Regions from separate parts of the Mus musculus genome. Here region 2 is linked to region 1. Evidence: chromatin contacts called from public promoter capture Hi-C data. All regions are on one chromosome and are shown on one strand. Each heading gives the region's core, a stretch centred on a gene start, on an enhancer-like site or on the middle of the called end of the contact. The rest is flanking DNA. Distances are from core to core; before and after follow the strand shown.

Evidence for each region. Promoter capture Hi-C pulls out the DNA fragments that hold promoters and counts their contacts.
Region 2: a promoter capture Hi-C map of the HPC-7 cell line shows a contact between it and region 1. The contact joins the promoter of Nudt12 here to the enhancer-like site in region 1. A contact is called at or near these places in 1 of 39 promoter capture datasets (the HPC-7 cell line), 2 of 484 Hi-C or Micro-C datasets (nephron progenitors and rod photoreceptor), 2 of 115 datasets of contacts at active chromatin or transcription factors (embryonic stem cells and hepatocytes) and 1 of 9 other capture datasets (liver).

Annotation. Positions count from the first base shown.
Region 1 is chr17:58,949,153-58,955,259 of GRCm38.p6, forward strand. Pdzph1 (PDZ and pleckstrin homology domains 1) reads right to left here. Exons shown (of 13, transcript NM_027001.1): 5 at 5,183-5,350; 6 at 1,087-1,188. It overlaps Gm33751 (a long non-coding RNA gene), which reads left to right. Exons shown (of 3, transcript XR_385675.3): 2 at 2,080-2,253; 3 at 2,589-3,430. Among named protein-coding and RNA genes, the nearest start is that of Gm33751, 8.3 kb to the left of the region's middle. Within about 2 kb of position 4,074, at least 2 of the 459 cell types and tissues checked have an H3K27ac peak or open chromatin away from gene starts, as enhancers often do. A contact at or near this core is called in the HPC-7 cell line, where this site is marked.
Region 2 is chr17:59,011,981-59,017,533 of GRCm38.p6, forward strand. It overlaps Nudt12 (nudix (nucleoside diphosphate linked moiety X)-type motif 12), which reads right to left and starts at 1,342. Exons shown (of 7, transcript NM_026497.3): 1 at 1,238-1,342. It overlaps Nudt12os (nudix (nucleoside diphosphate linked moiety X)-type motif 12, opposite strand), which reads left to right. Exons shown (of 3, transcript NR_145521.1): 2 at 5,337-5,518.

The DNA of each region.
Region 1 (6,107 bases), core at 2,824-5,323:
GGGAACAATAATACTAGACAAATATATAGATATTAAATACTTTGCATAGGACAGTTCTCCATGACGATTCTCTGAAATACAACATAGTTTTGATATGTAAATTCAAACCAGTCAATTCCTAATCTGAAATTATAAGAAATTTAAATTATTTCTTCTAAACCACTAATGAACAGTAATGAAATACATATCCAAATTCTTGGCACCTCCTTAGGTTTAAAATAAGAATATGTCACAGGGGTGCCCAGGCCCAAATTATGCAGCTACGACATAACTCCTACATATAAGGCTCAAGAGACATTAAAGGAGAAGTAGTGTTGGAAAGATTGTTAGAGCCACTTATCCAGAAGTCTGCTGATAGAGTGTGTCTTCTAGATATGATCAGCAAGCAATGACAATATGGCTGCCTCAATAAGATCTGAATAATTCCAAAACCAGTAGCTATCACAGCATATATGCGGAAAAAAATCACAAGATAAGGAGATATAGGCAGTTAATGACTGTTGAGAAACCAAATTAGTCTTCCCCAAAAATGAGCTCCTTAATTTGTTATTCAATACCAAGTGATCAGTGGTTAAAAACATATGTGTAAAAGCAACACAGAATGGAATCAGCACATCTTGTTTCTATATTTGATAACATATTTGTTGCAATACCATTTAAAGAAAAAGAGACCACAAATTAGAGAGAGAGAGAGAGAGAGAGAGAGAGAGAGAGAGAGAGAACAAGCTGGGGTAGGGTATAAAAGAATTGAAAGGAAGAACAGGGTAATATAGTGCTTTAATTAGGAATAACATTTATAAAGAATACTCAAGGAGGCATAATGGAAATAATTCACGGCAAATACAACCCCCAGGGCAACTCTGTGTTTATCCGAGGAGTGTATTCATACAAATAACCTGGACTTTAAAACAATATATGGTCATGGTCTGAGAACTTCTCAGTATTGTTTGGTAAACAGTCTCAGAGATTGCTTCTGTTGCTCACATGCACTTCACCAGATGGGGAGAGCCTAGGCTGTTTGATACATTTTGGTAGCATTGAGAGGGCTGTTCTGGTATGAATTAAGTTTTTTATGAGAGTACTTACTGGTATCCACTTCAGTTACTACGATTGGTTTGGAGAACTGAATCCGAAATCCCCAGGGATAATCGCCAGTTCCTTTGAATAGTCTCACAGTCCGCTCACGAACTGCAAGGGAGAAAAGAATGCATTGCTCTGAGTTGGCATTCCATACTATATACTTTTACAGTATGGTACAAGTAGCATGTTTACTGTTTGATTCCATGTCAGGCTTAATAGATATGTTCTGAGCAATACTAAGTAATAGAATATATTAATTACACAAAATTCTGCATTTCACCATACTATTTTCATACAGTGCAGTCTAATTCAATCTTCACAACACATGATGATTGTTAATAATATTTTTAGAGAAGAGAATATTGGCATGCGGAGTAGGGAGGTTAAATATTTGTGTTGAGAATATAAAGCTTACTACAGTTAAACAGTACTATACTTTAGGATTCACGCTGAACCACTCTGTCATAGCTACCCAAGAAGCAAACCTAAGGTGCTTAGATTTGTAAAAAAAGAGAATTCATTCAACACTATTCATGAAAAACATTTAAACAGTCTATAAAATGATGTTTTACAAGAAGCCAAGAGGAGTAAAAGAGCTGGCTAACTAAGAAAAGTACAGGAGCAATTGGTTTTGAAGAGGTTGGAACTGGTATGCTTGGTTGCCCTGTCAATGGAGAATCCTAAGACCATCAAAGTAAGAGTTCATGAATTTTCAGTCATCTAGCTAACTTTAATTACTGTGGATCAGTTACCATCCCACTTTTCCTTCTGTAATTTTTTCCTGCTACTTTTACATCTTCTTTTCTATATAATTCTCTCGTGTGTGTGTGTGTGTGTGTGTGTGTGTGTGTCTGTGTGTGTGTGTGTCTGTGTGTGTGTGTGTGTCTGTGTGTGTGTGTCTGTGTGTGTTTTCCTCACAAGTTCTGCTTGTTGATCAGTTCGGTTTATTCAAGACATAAACCCATCCATTGACACTCTTTGACTTTTCTCTATTTCAAGGCATTTTGCCCAAAATGAAGAAAATTTTCCAAGACTGAATTCCAGATTGTGCCTCACAGATCACGATCCTCTCTGTTCAGAACTGTTGTGGGTTATTATTCCTCAGAAATGAAGAAAAGGCATGATTCCAGATTGTGAACATCATGAGAACTTGGCTTTGAAGACTACTAAAGAGTAAGTAATTATAAAGTATAATTGGAATCATTCCTGGATTTCAGGAGTAGGTTCTTAATACTAGATCGACTCTGACGTATTTGTGAAAATGCTAGGAAATTATAAGATCAGAATACCAGCTATTAAAAAGAATAGGGAAACCTATCATCTTACAGTGAAAATTTAATACACTGCCCTTTCATAAAAAGAAGGAAAGCATTAGAATTTCTGGATAATGTATTTTTGTCCTTCTTTTTAACCTGCTGCATCTTTTACTTATGTAGATGTTATTTTTTACTTCTCAGATTATATTTAAATCGCCAGGTTGGAGTGCAAGGATGTTTCTTTTTTTATAGGTTGCCTTAGCTTGAAGTCCGAATATAAAGGCATTTTCAGAATACCTTTGTGTATACAAAATGTGGGCAGAATTAAAAGCAAGCAGGAAGTCAAAGAAAATCTTGAGACTTTGAAGTGATGGATAACAAGGCTCCTAAAGGTGGTGAGGACTTTCTTTATCCTCATCAATGGCAAGTGGTCTTAGATGAGGGTGCCCATAATATTTGTAAAAATATTATTATTATAAACTTATGTTACTTTTCAGAGCTTGTAATATGATTTACTTAATTTTTTCTCTTCATTTTTTTCATTCAAACACTCTGGAATGAATCATTACATTTCATATTAAGTTTCTTGTGGGTCATAACAAATGTAGCAGAAGGCAAAGCATTCCGCTCAGGTGCGCTCAGCCATGACCTCCTGTTTGGTCAGATAAGGAAAACAAGCATCTGCTATAAACAAGGAGACATTCTTCCTTATTCACAGGTCCATTGCAGCCAAAAACAGGAGTCATTAATTCACAAATATCTGCTGTGCACTGCTTTACACCTAGGGATGCTCTTGTGTACTAGCAAAGACAGAGAAGAGTCATATCCCCTTGAAGTTTGAGTTCTGAACACTTGTTGCCCAAACTGGCACCATTTGTGAGGGAAGAAATGATACAGTGTCTTCATGTGGATTCTTGAAGAGATGTTTGCTTTTGTAAAATGTCTGAAGAAAACACGTAGTTCTTCTCCTGTTCCCAGGAAAGGTGTGATAATATTGCTGAGAAGGCATTCTGTATACCCCAGCTCTAAAACTGTTTTCTTTAATGCTCTGCGCCTCTGGGAAAGTTTGTTTCTCATTAAAAGAATTCTCTCTTGGCACATGTGATTGGACAATGTCTTATTGAATCTCCTAATTTAAGAGGCAGAACTGGGGAATTCAAGGACTTAGGAATTAATATTTCAACATGCTGAGATAGGCTGGTAGCTAATCAGGAAAAAAATGAAAAGCAGAAATCCATTTCTGACTGTTGTAACAATAATTTTCTAACATCTCTACTTCTCAAGGTTTTTTTGTTCCCTCTAGGTTACTCTCTTGATACTATCTTCTGCTTTTGACAGATTGATTTCGCCAACAAATACTTTCTTAATGAGAGATTTTTATATGTTGATTCAAATAAAATCATATTTGTCTTTTTGTTATTCCATGAAACTATTAAGTAGCTATTGTTTTCAAGGTCATGTTTCTGTGGTTTTGGTTTCTCAGTCAAGCAATTTGAATGTCAACAACATGTATGGAAGAATAAACATTTCAATAAAGTCTTGAAATGTTGAGCTCAACTGTAGAACTCTCCTGTGGGAGGACACAATCAACATGTTTGTAACCGTGTTCCTTTCCCGTTCTGAAGACGATTTTCTCATATTTTAAGATTTATAGTCCCCCTTTCCCATGGCTCTGTCTATTGAATAATCTATAAGTGCCACACAGCTGCTGACAAGCCACAAATGAATGTCATTGTTGTTTCACAGACTGCGGGTGCATCGTCAAGTAATTTATCCCTCTAGACAGCACTTCCTTTGCATCATCTTGTTGGTTGTAAAACTCCAAATGAAGGGCAAGTATTTCCATAAATATAACAAAACTCTTACACTGAAATGCCCTACACCCCTAAGGTAGCTGCAGCGCCTTCTGAGCCTATTTTCCAGCTCAGAACTTTTTAGGAAATTAAGGATTGGGTTTGCTCTATAAGTATTAAATTTATTTTTCAGAAAATACATTCTGACACATGTAAACTAGCATTATGCTATCTTTGAAATATTATTACGTCATTAAAATGTGGGTTTTTTTTTTTTTTGTAAATTTGTTCATTTGCCTGCTGCCCACTTTCTTAACGCCTATGTCCTCTTGCTACTATCTCTCAGTGATACTAACTAGAGAACCTAACTCCAGACCGGTAAGAAGTGCACTGTACTAAGTTGCTTCTCTGGCCCCAACCCTGCTTCCACTTCCTATGTGCAGAATTTCAGGTGTATACTACTGTGCCCAGCTTATATTAGTTTATACGCCAAAGCTGGAGTTACTATTCCAAAGGAATAGTTCTTTTTATATTCTTACTTTTTGAGAATTTTATATGAGTATATATTTACACAACTTCCCCTGTCCCTCTCCTTCACCCAATTTCCCCCCACTCCCTCTCAAAATCATTGCGTCTTATTTTTTTAACATATATACACATATGAATTTATAAATACATTCTGTTGGATTCATTCATTTAGTGGTGTGTGTGTGTGTGTGTGTGTGTGTGTGTGTGTGTGTTTAGGTCTAACCATTTGGACTTGTATTACCTATCAGGGAGTTTGTCCCTATAGAAGACTAATTCTTCCTCTATCAGCAGCTATTAATTGCCTGTTGTTCTTCATCTAAGAGTGGAGGCCCTGTGAGATTTCCCACATTGATATATTAATCCCTAGTATCATATTTTAAGGAATAGGTCTTAAATAATAAGAAATTATTTTATTAATTTCAGGTTCTTTAATACATGCCAACTACCCGTATTCTTTAGTGTTTACGGGTCTAGTTAAGAGTTTGCTAAGGCCTTTGTGCCTTGCAGTAATGTTAAAATCCTTACCAGCTACTGGTCTTGGCTTTTTACTAAGACACCTGGGGCTGTCTTCAGGATTTCCATCATCGCCTCGGAAAACCCATGCTGTTGAGTGGAAATTCTCCGTGTAGAATCCTTTTTCTTCGATATCAACTCGAAAGCCAAAATCCACAGAATGAACATCATCTGAAGTGACTGAGGAACAGAAAAGGTGGGAAATGAAGTCATACACTGACAGGAAAAAGGAGCCAGTGCTCCTGGGGTCATGGTGAAAACGTACCCAGATATGCAGAGGTGAGGGCCCTAGGATAAAGAGCATTATCTGTGAACAGAAAGAAGTGTCTAAGTTGGTTGTGCATTTTTCTTGGAAATAATTTATATATTCTTAAAATATAATCAAAACAAATATTCCCCAGGCCTATAGAGAAAGCTCAACAATTAGGAGTTCTTGCTGCTCATCCAAAGATCCAAGTTCAGTTCTGAGCACCTACACTAGTGGCTCAAAACTGCTTGTAACTTTATCTTCTGGGGATCTGTCATCCTCTTCTGACTTCAGCCACTGCACTGATAGGCATACAACCATACCAACAAACATCACACACACACACACACACACACACACACACACACACACACACATAAATAAAACAAATCTTCAAGAAAGAAAAGCACACCTAAATACAAAATACTGCTTCAGGGCCTGGGCCAGGGGAGTCTGTGCACTGGACACATTACTGCAAGCACATCAGTTAAAGATAAATATTTGCTTTTGAAAAACTATATATCATTATTTAGAGGTCAAGTTGAAACCAGGTTAGACTAGGAATCAGCGTTTCGAATCCATTTGAAAACATTAAGTTCAAGGATTATCAGATACACAATCATATTGGTCTCTTTGTGCTTGAAGAAGGTACTGAAAGTGTATTTCTAGAACTCTCACCAGGGGCTAATA
Region 2 (5,553 bases), core at 92-2,591, 60 kb after region 1:
TGTTTCAAGCGTTAACTTCAAAATATTCTTGTCTCTTAGTACTGCAGGTTCAACCCAGAGCCTTGTCTCCTGGATTTTGAAACAGCAATGTGGCTAGTCAAATCCACAGCCTAGTCTGCATAAAGTTCAGGAAAACAATGGATCCAAGATTAACTTTCTGATTTGGCATGCGCTTTCCTGTTTGTGTCTTCTGTTTAACAATAATTTAAAACTGCTTAAGGCAATCCAAGAAACCCGCTGGAAAAAATCGGTTCAACAATGAAATGAGGAGTAACCTCTACATATCTCAATTTACTTTCATTTAGTGTGTTTTACTTATTTCCCACTTTTATCATATTGAAATCTTAAAATTCTTTAAAATATTGTAGTCCCCGTTGCGATATTCCAGGGCTTTATTTAAAAGTCTCTTCCTAACTCCTTTTCTTTGGTTAGAGTTTCTCCAGCGAGGTTCACTTTTAACACCTCACTGTTCCCTGTTCAGAGGTCACGGTTTCAGAGGTCATGGTTAGTCCCTGACTGCTCTCACTGATCACCCTTCAGCATTGCACATCCAAACATGCTGCGTCATACAGCACCCCCAAGGCAATAGTTGTGCATAAAACATTCTCTGGACTACGAAGTGAAAGGATAAGCCCCTTTCTCTTTAGCTTTCCCAATATCAATACTACCTGTTAATCATTTATTGGCAGGTTCTGTGGAAGGTGAGAATGAGAAGGTAGTATAAACCGTCGCCCCTATTTTCCAAGGCTATTCGGAGAGGTCGGTAAGAAGAGACTTGGATTTTAAAGGAACTATATTTTAACCAAACCAACATCCATTTTTACTAATTACTGACTTCATGCCCAAGGGCTGCCCAGCATGGCTTCAGCAGGCTACAATAAGCCCTCATAGTGGACCTGCCAATTAGCCCACCCACCATTGTTTAAAATATTCCCCTCGCTGGGGCTGCCCAGACCGATTTAACCCATTACGTGCATCCCACGCAAGCACGGTCTCTCCCAATGGCCACATGCCTTGAAGAGTTATTTTTCTCCTATTGTAAGATTTCTCCTTTCAAGGAGGGACACCTCCGACGTAGTTTGTTTTACCCCATCCAAAACTTGGCTGGCAATTTTAGCAGCCACCTGCCTGCAGGCAGCCGCAGGTCTGAGTCCCGCGCCTGGGGGCACGGCAAGCCGGGAGGGACGCCCTGGACGACTCGTCCTCGAACATACCCGGGCCAACTAGCGCTACTAACCCAAGGGATTATGAAGGAAAGAAACCAGGATTGCGACGGAAGACTCCTCGGCAAACTTAGTTGTCAGTTTTCCCGGCGTTGGAGTCAGCCTTCCGGACTTCCGGCAGAGGGCCACTGCCCTCGCATACCTTTATGGGAGATGTAGTTTACAGGCCATCGCCAGGTCCAGGAGGCAGGTTAAAGTGCAGGTCGGGTAGGGGTGGGGACTGGACTTCCGGACTTCAGGTGCTGGGAAAGATCACTAATCCTTCCCCAAAATGGAAGTGTGTGGAACTAAATGCTGCCATTATGATAACGAGGTCTGTGATTTTTTTTTTTTTTTTTTTTTTTTTTTTACTATTTCTCATCCAGCTCCCCAACTTTCCTTCAGACAAAGTTCATAGTTCAAATACATAGTTCAGTGACATTGAGTTTTCTATAGTGTCATGAAAATGTTAACGTCTGATCACACATTAAATTAGGATCAGCCTCTACATACGATTTGATTGGTCTTTTTTATATTGAAGTTTTAAAGTAATTTAAAATATTAAAACAAAACTGTGATCTTTCAGGACTTTTTCTTCCAACCTGCCTTTTCTTAAATGACTTAGCTGCACAGTTTCTCCAGTGAAATTTACTTAGATTCACAAGTCACTTAGATATGTGGCCTTAAGCAGGTCTCTCATCTCTGAAAAAAGCCCCACTTCACATTTTATAAAATGCCACTATAGAGTCTGCCTACCCTATTAAGTAATCCATATAAAGGTATGTTTGGAGATTCCATAATCCCTCCTCCACTGTAGGGTTACAGAAGATGCGTGAAAAACTCTTGGGACTAGAGTTGATACCTACAACACAATATTCTTGCTTTTATCAATTTAGTTTCCTACGATTTCATTCTCCAAAGTCTACAGAAATTATGTGACTCTTGGAATAACTTGGTCTTTAGTGGTCTTCTAATCCCCAAACCAGGGAATGGTACTTGTCTGTCAGCAACAACTTCAGGAGTGTTTTAAGACTGGCCATTGCATTCTGTACCTTCCAGGTCCTTTCTCATACTGAGGTTGCATATATATGTTGACAGTGTAATGCTTGAACTGGGAATTGAACCCAGAGCCTCTTGAGTGCATGATAAATGTTGTATTATAGTCAACCTACTAGCCAATTATACTTCCATGACTGCTTCTCAAAGTTTGTGCTATGTTCCTTCCTGTGGGCAGTTGTGTTGATTGGAAAAGAAAGATTGGCCTTCACAGGGTCAATGCATTGGAGTACCTGATCCTCAGTTGGTAGAATTCCTTAGGAAGGATTAGGAGCAGTGGCTTTGTTGGACTAGGTGTGTTAATTGGGAGTGGGACTTGAAGTTCCAAAAGCCCATGCCGTTCCCCATTAGTGTCCTTTGTCCGGACACCTGCCTCCTACTTGCAGATAAGTCTGTGAGCCCTCAGCTATGGCTTCATCACCATACCTGTCTGTCTGCCTGTCACCACACTCTACCATGATGCTCATGGGTCTCTCTGCTGAAGCTGTAAGCTTCCCCCATCAACCCTTCATTTATTTGTCCTCAGCATGGTGTTTTGTCACTGCAGTAGAGAAGTAAGTAAAGCAGAAATAATTACCAGACACATCAGAGATATGGCTACTAGATATTTCCCAAACTCACACTTTATTCTCCCTGCTCCACCTTATTTTGGGGACAGCATCTTTCTTGTAGTGCTAGCAGGAGCCTTGCTCCTCGACTAGGGCCACCCTTTAGGCTCCCCTGTAGGTCCCACTCTCAGTTCCTTTACTGGATCCATGGATATAGGCCTTGAAGATACCCTAAGTGGCTGTTCCAAACTTCAGGAAAATACAAGCATATCCTAATTTCAACATTATCATGGGGGATGGGCCTAGCCACTTTTCCTTCATAGGTTTCTCTCTTGACCTTTAACAACCAGTGTTGTTTGCAGCAGTGAGATCATCCTCTAAGATTTTTTTTAAAATAGTGTACACAAGACTTTGTTTAAACAATTGGTAAGGGTAGATAATTCTTCCCCTTTTATTCCCCTTAAATTATTGTTTGGAACATCCAAGGAATAGATCTTCAGTAGTTTGTCCCTTTGGGTTGTATGGAATGCCTGTGTCATGAACTATTTTGTGCAGGGTACAGAAGTTTTGAAATGCAGAAGAGGTAAAGCAGGAACATTATCTGTCTTGAGGGGCTGTGCACAGCCCAGCACTAGGTGCATTGCTTAACCATTTGTCTAGCCTGTTCTAAAGAGATGGGAAATTCCTCGCAGAAAAAAAGAGGCATTTTGATGGTATGGAAAACTCATGACTGTCATGAGCTTGTATTATGGTGGGGTGCATAGTAGCAGGGAAATAGAATAAGGACCTCAAGACCATGGCATTGTCTTGAATATTACTGTTGGCAGAGTTGTCAAGGAGATATGAGTGTAATTTAATATGAGCAACATAGTGAGAACTCTGGTGGTATTGCAATATTTCCCAAGTCCTATGGAAAAGATGGTACCACTGTTCATCCTAACCAATATAGACTGTCTCCAAGGCTTACATTACTTCTGTTACATAGGTTCAGTCACTGTAATTATTGATAGGGCAAAAGGCAACATTCTCTAAAATGGTGTAAGCTGCAAAGAGTTGTGCTCATTGAGCTTAGGTGTGGGATGTGCATTGTCCTTTAGGACCCAATGAAGAGTGCTGAGCAACTACACAGTTGCCAGAAGTATAGACAGTGTTAGCTAAAGCAAGGGCTTGAGATCACAAGACATGAGTGGATGTGAAGTGCAGTATGTTACATAGTGGAAGATGAGAATCAAGCTGAGCAGGTTAATCAGTCAAAGGGTATTGCCAGGCAGTGGACTATTAGCAGAGTCAGTATTATTGTACCTAGCATTTCTAATGCATTTGTGTCCCTTTGATATAAAGTTTGCCACTACATCCTAGTAAGAGTTAAGTACCATGGAGGGAGAATGTCCCCAAATGCCCTGCTGTTGCAGAGTATCTCATTAAGGATCCCTGGCAATTCTAGGATTGCTAATGAAAGAGGAAAGGCAAGTCCTATCTCTGTACTTGACTATGGGACATAGCCACTTCCATTGCAGTTAGAGTCATCCGAGCCTTGGAACTAAGATGGTGTGGAGAAAAGGATTGGGCTTCTAAAGTTTGGAAAAGAGGAGAAAGTTCCTGTGTGGTGAGGTTAAGTGAGGGTCTGAGACAATATCATCCAACAGTTTTTGATAATCATGAAGAGTTTTGAGAGAATCCTTGTGAATTGCTAGCTTTTGAGAGCAACCTGTGCACTCCTCTGTAATTTTTACCCTTGACCCTTTCCTGAAGTAAAGGACTTTCCTAAAAGACATTTTTTTGTGACCAAGATTTCTGCCAATTAAAAAGGAATCAAGACAGCTGATTAAAATATCATCTGTATCATTGATTGTTATAAGTAAGCCTGTACTAGTCAGGCTGTGATGCAATGCCATAACCAATTTGGGGAGGAAAAGGTTTATTTCACTTACACTTCCATATCATGGTCCATCACTGAAAGAAGTTGGGCAGGAACTCAAACAGCTCGGGAACCTGGAGGCAGGAGCTGATGAGGCCATGGAGGAGTGCTGCGTATGGACTTGTTCATCATGATTTTCTCAGCCTACTTTCTCATAGAACCCAGAACCACCAGCTCAGGAGCTACCACCCCCATGGATCCAGCTCTCTTGAATTCACCATTAGTTAAGAAAATGGCCTACAGCTTGATCTTATGGGGGGGCATTTTCTCAATTGAAGTTTGTCCCTCTCTGCTGGCTGACAAGAACTTGTATTTAAGTTATATAAAAGAAGCTAGCACACAGCCATAGGGTTTTGGTAATAAATGGGTTTAATAATCTCAGCAACAAATTCCTGGCACTCCATTGCATACCACGGGGGAAGGATTTTCTATTTGAGAGCACTGTGCTGGTAGATTAGGATTAGATGAAAGAGGGTTAAAGGAAAATTTTTGTCATTACCAGTAGTTAGCAGATAGGTGAATGTCCTAGTCACTGTCCTATAAGGAGACACCATGACCAAGGCAACTCTTATAAAAGAATGGTTTTAACTGACGGTTGGCTTACATTTCCAGGCTTTAGTTCATTATCATCATGGCAGCACGGATGGTGCTGGAGCAGTAGCTGAGAGTTATATCCTCATCCACGGGACCAGACAGACACTAGTCCTGGAATGGAATTTGGAAGCCTCAAAGTCTACCCCAACATGGCCACACCTCCTAATCCTTCTAATCCTATCGAAGACTTCCACTACCTGGTAACTAAACATTCAAATATATAAGCTCATGGGAG